Regions from separate parts of the Triticum aestivum genome. Here region 2 is linked to region 1. A link is a contact called in public Hi-C data. All regions are on one chromosome and are shown on one strand. The core of a region is the stretch at or near the end of the contact, and the rest is flanking DNA. Distances in the headings are between cores, read along the strand shown. Region 1 holds the start of LOC123180924 (DNA polymerase epsilon catalytic subunit A). Region 2 holds the start of LOC123180927 (RNA-binding protein 39).

Region 1 (4,737 bases), core at 1,049-3,548:
CGGCATCTCTTTCTTCTTCATTCTTTTCAACAACATGCATTAGATCACTCCTCACACGCATTAATTGCTGCACGGTATCGAACTGAATCTTCAAATATTTTCTCTTCAAACCAGAAAGGTGGTTTTTCTGCAACAGGGAGACACAGAAAGACGGCGTGTTAAAATTATCTGCTACATTCGGCCCAGCAAAATATAGATGACAAAAAATTACACGTGCATGAGAGCATTGGCACCATTGTGGAGTCATAGTAGGGACAGTCAGCAGAAGTACAAAACAATAACAGGTAAACTTAACATATTGCAACTAGCTTGTCCGTTGGTTCAATTTAAGTAAAACTACATAGCACTTAGCGTGTGAACGTCACTCTACTGTAACAAGCAACAAAGGTAAGAAAAAAGGACCGCAATGAAATCTGAACATCAGCCCTAAAAAAAATGGAATCTGAAGATAGAATCAAACTCATCACAATGATCGCATTTGCTAAAAAAAGGACAGACCCAGTGCATAGAAGCTCCCACACAAGGTGGGGTCTGGGGAGGGATTATAGGAACCTAGTCTTGCCCCTGCAAAGTGCAATGCAGAGAGGCTGGTTCGTTTTCTGATGCATACGAAATGATATGCTGAATTAAGCATGCACATTAAGGCACGTACAAGATCCAGATCCTCTTTTTCAATTATTTCTATATCAGCAATTTCCCCTTCATAACGTCGCCTGAGATACGCCTCAACTTCCAACTCCGTCTTCTCCTGAACATTTCAATTCACAAAAATAGAATATCAGTCAAGAAACAGACTCGCCAGGAAAGTTCACAGAGAAGTTGTGAGTGTTACATCTACTCCCTCCGTCCCAAAATGCTTGACTTAGATTAGTCTAGATACGGATGTATCTAATACTAAAACGTGACTCGATACATCCGTATCTAGACAAATCTAAGACAAGAATTTTGGGACGGAGGGAGTATATAAATACTTTGATGGGATAAGAGAACCCTCAGAAAACCTTAAGCTCACCTTAGTTGCAGCATAAAAATAAGGCGGGAATTTGTACTTCACTTTAAATGTAGAACCATCCTGCAAGAAAGCATAAACAATTAGACATGGCAAGTCAAACAGTGCTGTTTTTTTTTTTGCAAGATGGTCAAACAGTGTTACTTTAGTTGCATTTTGTTTACCTGGGACACAAAGTACAGGTCAACACAGCTGTAGATTTTCCCTGTATCCTCGTCCTCCCATGATGACTGCAGGTGTTATTGCAGTGTAAGAGATCACATAAGAAAGCCACTCATTCATTAGATTTAGCAAATCGGCTAAGCCAATGGCTCTTGACCTTCAACTAAGCATCTCCGAGTTGGTTCTACCATGTGTTTGATTCGTTCACAATATAGATGGACCTGTATTAGGCAAATCATTTTATTCAAGATGGATGGACATTTTCGGCGTTCTCCCAGGTCAGGTCCTACTCTATATTGCAGCAGCATTATCCGTGCTTTTAAGAGATTGTATCAGTTAATTCCCTTGTATAATGCACAAATTTTTGCTGTTGGAAAAAAGTTGCTCATTCTTGTGGAACCATGGAGATTCTGCAGCTTCAAGTAATTTCGTTGTTACTTTAAGTTGCAGTCAGAGACAGCATTTCACTATACCGACAATAGCAGCAGACTCACCACCCAACGCTATGGATTTGAGGTACAGAAATTTAGATAATGGAAGCGAACAATTCCTTCCGCGATTTCACGCTCTGGGTGGTCTACACACCCTACTGATCTGTCAATTTCACAAGCGATTGCGCTTGAAATGAGAAGCATTTCACAGCCTCTGCAGAATTCAGCTGCTAATTCCACAATACAGTCGACACGAAATAGAAGCTAGAGCAGCGAGATCGAGAGGGAACTCACGGGGGAGAAGGTGAGGAGCCAGCCAAGCCGGCGGTCGCCTTGGGTGTAGGGCGCGAAGCCAAGCCGGCCCTCGAGGAGCTCCTCCGCGCCCAGACGTATCCGCTGCTCCTTAGCCGCCGAAGATCCAGACCTCCGACCGCCCCAGCTGCTGCCGCCGCCACCTCCACCTCCTCCGGCCGACGGTCTCCGTCGCCGGCCATCACCACCGCTCATGCTCGGCTGCCCTCAGAAAGCTGGAGAGGGGGGGGGGGGGGGGTCGCCGGCCGGGATGGAGCTTCTTGAGTGGCGGAGGGAACGGGCTGGACCAGGGGCGCCAGCGAACGGCGAGAGGCGCTGTGGCGGCGGGGGGGCGGGGATTGGAGCGAACCGCGCGATGGGGTTTGCGACGTGAGTTTTCTTTTTTCCTTCTTTTTTTTGGAGGAGGCGCGTATTTGGCCGCGCTGCCGTTTTGGTTTTTGGCGCGCTCCTTTTCCGTTTTCCCGCTTCCCACCATTGCACGTGCAACCTCTTCCGGTCTTCCCTTGAGGCCTCGTTTGGTAGAGGTGGATCGAGGGGGTTTTCAGCGGATCTTTCTCGCGTGGCCCACAAACCTCGCAAAAGCCCGAGACACCATTTGGCACGCGGGGTTTCCAAGGCCCAACCCGTCCGAACCCCTTCCGATCCCCTCCTTTCCATGCGGTTCTCAGCCCTCGAGGGGGGGCTCGAGGATTTGGAGGAGACATGCTGCCGCCGCCAGCTCAACACGCCGCCGTCCGACTCCTCCTCAAGACGCCACCGCCTGACGCCTCGACGCTGGCGTACCTCCTCCGCCCAACGCCTTGACGCCGATTTCTTCCAGGCTGTAAGTCCTCGCCTTCGCTCACCTCGCCTCCCTTCCTTTCCGCTCGTCGTCTAGGTTTCTTCCATCCGCCCGGCCATGGCTGCCACCTTGTCCTCCCCGGAGAGTTCGCCAAGCACGTCGTCTCCGAGGGCATCAAGGTCGTCACCAAGTTCACCTCCTCTTAGATTGTGTTGCTTGTTTCTAGTAGCAAGTTACTGTTGGTTTAGTTGTTGACTGTCGACTTTGGTTATCTGCAAGTAGTAGTGGTGGTGGTAATGCTGGATCTGAACTGCCGAATTGCGCCAATGTTTCGTTGGCTCGTCGGTTGCAATAACTGAATTATGTGCGGTGGTTTGTTTTGGCAAATGAAGATCTGCGTTGTTGCTTCTTATTTATTTACTAATTTCCGTTGTGATTTAATTAATGCTTATTTTTGGAACTTATCTCAGCTATGTGATTGTGCTTAAAATTCCTGGCCCGTCGCATATAGATTTGTGTTTCATCAGTTTGTGCAGAACCTAGTGTTCTGCAGCTCTTGTCTTAATTGTTTCTTGTACAAATTTGTCAAGTTTGGGTGTTTGTGTTTACTGTTTAACCTGCGTAGCATGAATCTTAAAGAAGGGTTTGGTTAATCGCATGAATTTAGAGAACTTTGCATTTGAGACTCGGTAGAGGCTGATCGAGGGTATGCATGCTCTGGTCCATTGAGCATTTGAATATCTGACGTTTGGTTGCTTGCATACGTGTTTTAACGGTGAGCACATGTAAATCATAGCTGTTTGATTGTGTGCACATCTGCTGATGTGCTCACACCTTTCAAATGTGATGGACTTACCATCACAATACATAGCAGCACATAACACAACAATAAAAGTGCAGACGTAAGCAGCAAATTCAGAAATAAGCAGCAAGCACACAGCAGGATCAGTACTAACATCACTAATCACGATGTTAACTTAATAGGAGGAGTTTTAAAGCCAACAAGGGCATCCCATGCCCCTGCACAAACTCGGGGTGTTGTTCCTGATCAAAATATACAAGTTTAAACACCAACGATCGACAATTTAATAGCTAACATGTTTACACAACTAGACGCACAACAGGAATTTAGTGGCCGATGATAAAGGGGGCTTGGTAGACGAACTTCTTGCATCTGTATCTGGCAATGGTGGTCTTGTCGTCGTAGATCTACATTGTGGACTCGAGGTTGGAGAGCTTGAACACGAGGAGGTCGCCGGGGATGATCTTGTGCTTACGGTAGAAGTAGTCCCACTCCACCGAGCACGATCTGGTCTCGATTCCTCTCCACCCACATCCAGTAGTCACCAGTCTTGTTCGCCGACAGCTTCACGACTAGAAACCAAATTTGTCCTACTCAAATCACATACACGGTACTAGCAAACATTCTAGTCAAACTTGTTATTCATTATAACCTTGCACGAATCATAACATGCATGCAGCAAACTTGCTATTCATAGCAACCATTGCATGTAATCATGTATGGATCATAGTACATCCTATTCTAGCCAGCATACTTGCTAGAAACATAGCACTGAAGCAAGCATATACACAGCGAAGCATGGATCCGAAATGAATCTAAGCAAATCAAATCAAATGTAATCGATTGGATTCTGAATGCGTCTGATTTATTCGAAACGAATCAAAGCATAAAAAACTAACCGTCGATGAAGGCTGGAGGTACTTACCAGCTGCGGAGGTGGAGCATGTGGATAAACATATCCCGTCGGTGGATGTGGTATGAAGCCTAGCCGGTAGGAGAGACCGTTCGGCGCCGACGAGAATCGGACCAATGTTAGGGCCACCGGCGTCGCCGTTGCAATGCTCCTGGTCAAGCGCGTCGTAGATGTACCGACCGCCGCCCTCGAGGCACCAGCCACCGTCGAGGAAACCCCTTATAGGATTTTACTACTACCAGCGTCCAGACAAAACAATACGCCGCAACTACTTAGCCCAGATGCCTCCACCATCCAGCTAAATACTGAACGCTGCTGGTGACAATG
Region 2 (4,737 bases), core at 752-3,251, 710 kb after region 1:
ATCAATGACTACTGCAAATTACTGCTAACAAATGATAATCACATGCTTGCAAGACATGGTTCATTACTTAAGCAGAAGCACAAAATAGGAGGTGTTTACTAAAGAACGAGTTATCTTTATGCAGGACAGTTTCACCATGTGAACATTGATATTCCAAAAGTCAGTCACTAGTTCAGTATAACATTAATAAAGTTCCATTCATCAGCTTGAGAACAGAACAGTTCGAATTCACTAAAACACAGCAATAGAAATCCACAGCATCATACTCCTGTGAGAAGGAAAAGTTTTCAAATTAGAATGCAATGTGGTGTAGATAATTTGCATCACCTTCCCTGCTCTTGAGAAGAACTCATAGACATCCCTTTCATCTGCCTTCAACGATAGCTGCAGTAATGCTGACAACATTAACTTAATGAAAAAACAGAAACATGATATTTTTGCTTGTGAGGCTAACCTGGAAGGCAAATACAGTCCTTTGATCTCTTTCTGGGTCAACTTCTGGTTCTGTACCATCATCTTTCTTACGCCTGCACACACAAAAATAAGTAGCTTCAGCAAAAGAGAGAGCAGCATAACAAACATCAAGTAGCAACAAATAGAAATTGTAAACCCAGACGGCATTGTCATTACTAGTCAGAAATCCCCATGCGAAAAATATTTAACTATCTTAGAGAGCCCAAGGCATTAGCAGCCCATTCCAAGTTGTCAATATTTCACAAGAAAAATGTTACAAATTCATGACCTGATATCACGAGTCAGACTCATTGCTGAAACCATCTGAAGAAAGCTCTAGCACTTTGTATCTGTGAGTCCCATATTAATGTTCAATATTTAAACCTAACAAACCTAGAGGATAAGAAGTGTACACTACAGGAAACATTTAGCAGCTACAGAATCACTGGAGATTTGTGCACTGTAAGGTTACTATGTTCCATCTGTATGTATAACAGAGTTAGCATAAACTACTAGGCTTCTGCAGAAGAAGAAAAAGACAAATCAAGAGCACTGAATCATCTCCGCTCATTACACCACATAATCTTTTATCTAACACAAACAAATATGAGTAAAAAAAATCTCACATGGATAAAATACGCTCATTGTCTGGAACAAAAAAATCAGAGTATGTCAGAGGAATTTCACAGCACACCATTTAAATCCTACGGTGATCTCGGAAAATTTGCTGTGTTCCAAACAGAGCCAAAGCATTTCTGCCTAGAAAATTAACCTCGACATTCCAAGAGCGATAGTTCTAGGGGAATTCACAAGTTTGTACCTGAAATCACGGTCTCTGTAGTCACGGTGGCGGTCGCTGCGTTCACGCTCCCGCTGGAGCTCCCTCACCATCTCCTCCTCCTCCCCGCGGCGGCGCTCTGAGCGGCTACGGCTCCTCCGTTCCCTCCCATTTTCCCTCTCCATTAGCTTGTCCCTGCCCTCCCGCTCCTTTTCCCTAACCTTCTCACGGTCGCGGCTGCCATCCTTCTCCCTAACTTTCTCTCGGTCCCGGCCCTCTTCCTTCTCCCTGACCTTCTCAGGGTCGCGGCTCTCATCCTTCTCCCTAACCTTCTCGCGGCTGCGGCCCCCGTCCTTCTCCCTAACCTTCTCGCGGTCGCGGCCCTCGTCCTTCTCCCTAACCTTCTCCCGGTCGACCTTCTCCTTCCCGTCTTCCCGGTCGCGGTGCTCACGGCCGCTGCGGTGCCGCTCGCGGTCTTCTCCCGAGCGAGGACGCTTCGATCCGCGCTCCTCTTGGTCGCGACCGCCGCCGCCGGCGGTGGAGGAGCGGCGGCGCGAGCTGCGGTCCTTCTCACCCCCGCCGTTGGTTGAAGGAACGGAGGGCTCGACTGCCTTCTCCAAGTAGTCGTACTCGTCAAAGTCCATGGCGGTGAGGGAGTGGATGGGGGAGGAAGCGGAAACCCTAGACGGCGACTCCGCGAGAGGAACGAGGGAAACAAAAGCTACAAAAGAACCCTAGAGATTGGGCCGCCGCTAGTCTTTGCCACGAATTCACAAGCCACTATCAAAATTTGTATACGCTACTCCTGTAAGGTCTGTTTGGTTCGTGAAATGGAATGGCATGGTTCTATACTTCTATTTCAATAGAATGGGTCAGTTTTAATTTGCTAAATGTGTGTTTCATAAGGGCAATTAGAGCATTTTCAAGAAACAAAGGTAAGTATTTTCTTGCGGCTTTTCTTTCTTCCTCTTAAAGAAAGGAAGGTCGATCTTGCCTTATCGCCACAAGACCCTTCTATGTCGCCGTCCTTTGGCGGCTCCCCTCCGCCGACAACTTTGGTCATCGATGGTGAGGGGGTAGTCGGATCCACGCATGTGAATCATTTTTAGGCTCTAGTAAGTTAGGTTTCTAGGTCGCCATCGTGTTCGCTTCGGTGGCGGCGATGGTAGCGTGTATAAAGTATCTTTAGATCCTTCCCCGACGAGGCAATGGGTCCTTTTGTTGGGGATGGATTAAAAATGAGTCCGTTCAAGGACGGCGTGGCGGCGGCGGCATGGACCTGTGGCCTCAGGCTTCATCGTTGCGACAACATTTGCTCCAGCGTCGGCGCGGAGCTTGGAAAGTAGTCCAGGGGTGGATACAGATTGTGGTCTGCATTAACGGCATCTGAAAGATGATGGATCGTGTGTTGGGTTCATGGTTAGTGGATGACATGTATGGTTTCCTCCTCTGGCGCCTTAGTGGTGCGGGGGTGCCAGACCTGGAGTTGGATGGCCTGTCTGGGGTGTTGCGCCGGTCGGATTCGTTCAACGGTATCAATTTCATCCTTGGTGAGCCACCTTGGAGGTCCGCAAAACCGCATATCAGCGATGCAGCCCCGTCGAGCTCGGGTAAGGAGATGATCCGTCATTTTTACCTTTGATGGTTGTTGTCGTCATGCCAGAGGCGATGGCGTCAAATTAAGGGGATTCTTCGGTCTTCATTGTAAAAAGAATTTTTGACTGATGTTCCTTTGTGCAAAGACTAGCATTTTGTTGTCTTTTGATTTTATTAGGTCAGTGTGTACTTGACTTGTATTATGATCTTTGTGATATGAATGAGGCACGTATTACCAAGAAAAAATTAGAGCATTTTCAATGGATGTCATATAACAGGGCACCACAAGATGGGTGGACTAAATTACACAATACATTTTTTAACAACATCAAAGACTTTTAACTCCAATAGATGTCCTAAAATAAGGCACTATTGCTCTGATGAATGTCCTGATAAATATAAAAGTAAAAAGGGCAGTTGCACGAAGAGTTTTATTGTCTTCAAATGCATTATGTACACCAATATACGAACTATGACTAATTAGAACATTTTCTAAAAACATTAACAACGTATCAATATCTTGGGCGGGAAATTCTTAAGGGACAAAATCTTCATTCCCAATATTTGTGACGATCAAGAATGTATCATCATCAACACTAGAAATGCAGACACAAAATGTAATATAAGTGCATATGCGCCTCATCGTTACATTCATCTCAAAATGACAAAAAAATGGAAAACAAGGGAATTTTCGTATCTCTCCGACACTTTGTTGAACATGTTGCAGACGCCGGTGGCGAGCATCGACGGCTCGTCCTCCATGGTCAGAGGTGGTTGGGGGTGCAAAAGAGCAGCAACAGTCGTTGGCGACGAAGCGACCGCAGTAGGAGACGAAGCGGGGCCATGGCGGCGACGAACTTCGTCTTCTTTGTCTGGGGCGAAGCCGGATCCTTCGTGCACACCGCCTCGTTGATTGGTTGCGGCGGCCTTCTTCCGCGTCGGTGGCCCCTTCCCGGCGGTGGCAGTGGGTCATGGGGCGCACAACCACCGTGCCGAGTAGGGGTACATGACGACGAGGGGAACAACGAGAGAGGGTGATGCGGTCATGGCAAGGAGTCTTGGGGCAACGTCGGCGGCTACAGGGTCGGGGATCATCCATGGGCTTTCGGCGACGGTCAGGCGAGGATGCGACGCGATGCGGAAATTTTCAATGTGATGGTTGGTGTCGTGGTTTTGTCACGGCAGATGTCCTAGTGTGAGGACTTCGTCGTGAGACCATCGCAACTAGGTAGTAGCTTGAACGGGGTTGGACGGAATCGAGAGACGCGATATTTTACCCAGGTTCGGCCCCTCGAGGTGGAGGTAAAAGCCTACATCCTGCTTCATTGATATTGATGATGATGATGATGATCTCAGTTACAAGGGCGGTGTTTCGCTACTTCTATCTCGAGAGCATCTACTTTGATCTTGTCTAAGACTTGTCTGTCTCTCTCAAACTTGTCCCTCTTGGGGTGCCCTGGCCCTCCTTATACAAGTTGAAGGGGTGGCTTACATGTAGAGTCCTCGTAGGATTGGAACTAGTCTATTTTCTTATTTACAAGTGGACTCCTAGTCCAGATCTTGCTTTCCTTGTAAGGGAAATATTCCTTATGCCTTTCCTCTCAAGCCGGCCCATCGGATACTATACCTTGAGTCGGTCTTCTCACGAGCCGCCTTCTAGGCCTTGGGCCTTGTCATTCGTCTGACCCGCCTACCAGGTCACCACTGAGTCGCCAAGTTCGGCCGGGTCACCAGTGAGTCGCCAAGTTCGACCGAGTCACCGGTGAGTCGCCAAGTCTCGGTCTAGTCATACTTCAGGTCGGGTTATACCGCGGGGTATATCCCCGACATTAGCCCCCTGTTTAATTTGGATTTATCCATGTTAAACTTATCCTGAAAAATAAAAACAAGAACAAATTTGATAGGTTGTG

The links. Hi-C and Micro-C count contacts between places; a contact is called where the count stands out from the background.
Region 2: a contact with region 1 is called in a Hi-C map of leaf, with 4 times the contacts expected there. The contact joins the promoter of LOC123180927 here to the promoter of LOC123180924 in region 1. A contact is called at or near these places in 3 of 5 Hi-C or Micro-C datasets (all in leaf).

The regions. Positions count from the first base shown.
Region 1 is chr1D:193,566,503-193,571,239 of IWGSC CS RefSeq v2.1, forward strand. LOC123180924 (DNA polymerase epsilon catalytic subunit A) reads right to left here and starts at 2,299. Exons shown (of 49, transcript XM_044593110.1): 1 at 1,897-2,299; 2 at 1,174-1,239; 3 at 1,013-1,072; 4 at 653-748; 5 at 1-127. The coding sequence starts at 2,109. LOC123180925 reads left to right here and starts at 2,493. Exons shown (of 3, transcript XM_044593112.1): 1 at 2,493-2,737.
Region 2 is chr1D:194,277,109-194,281,845 of IWGSC CS RefSeq v2.1, forward strand. It overlaps LOC123180927 (RNA-binding protein 39), which reads right to left and starts at 2,002. Exons shown (of 13, transcript XM_044593114.1): 1 at 1,274-2,002; 2 at 455-527; 3 at 328-384. The coding sequence starts at 1,875.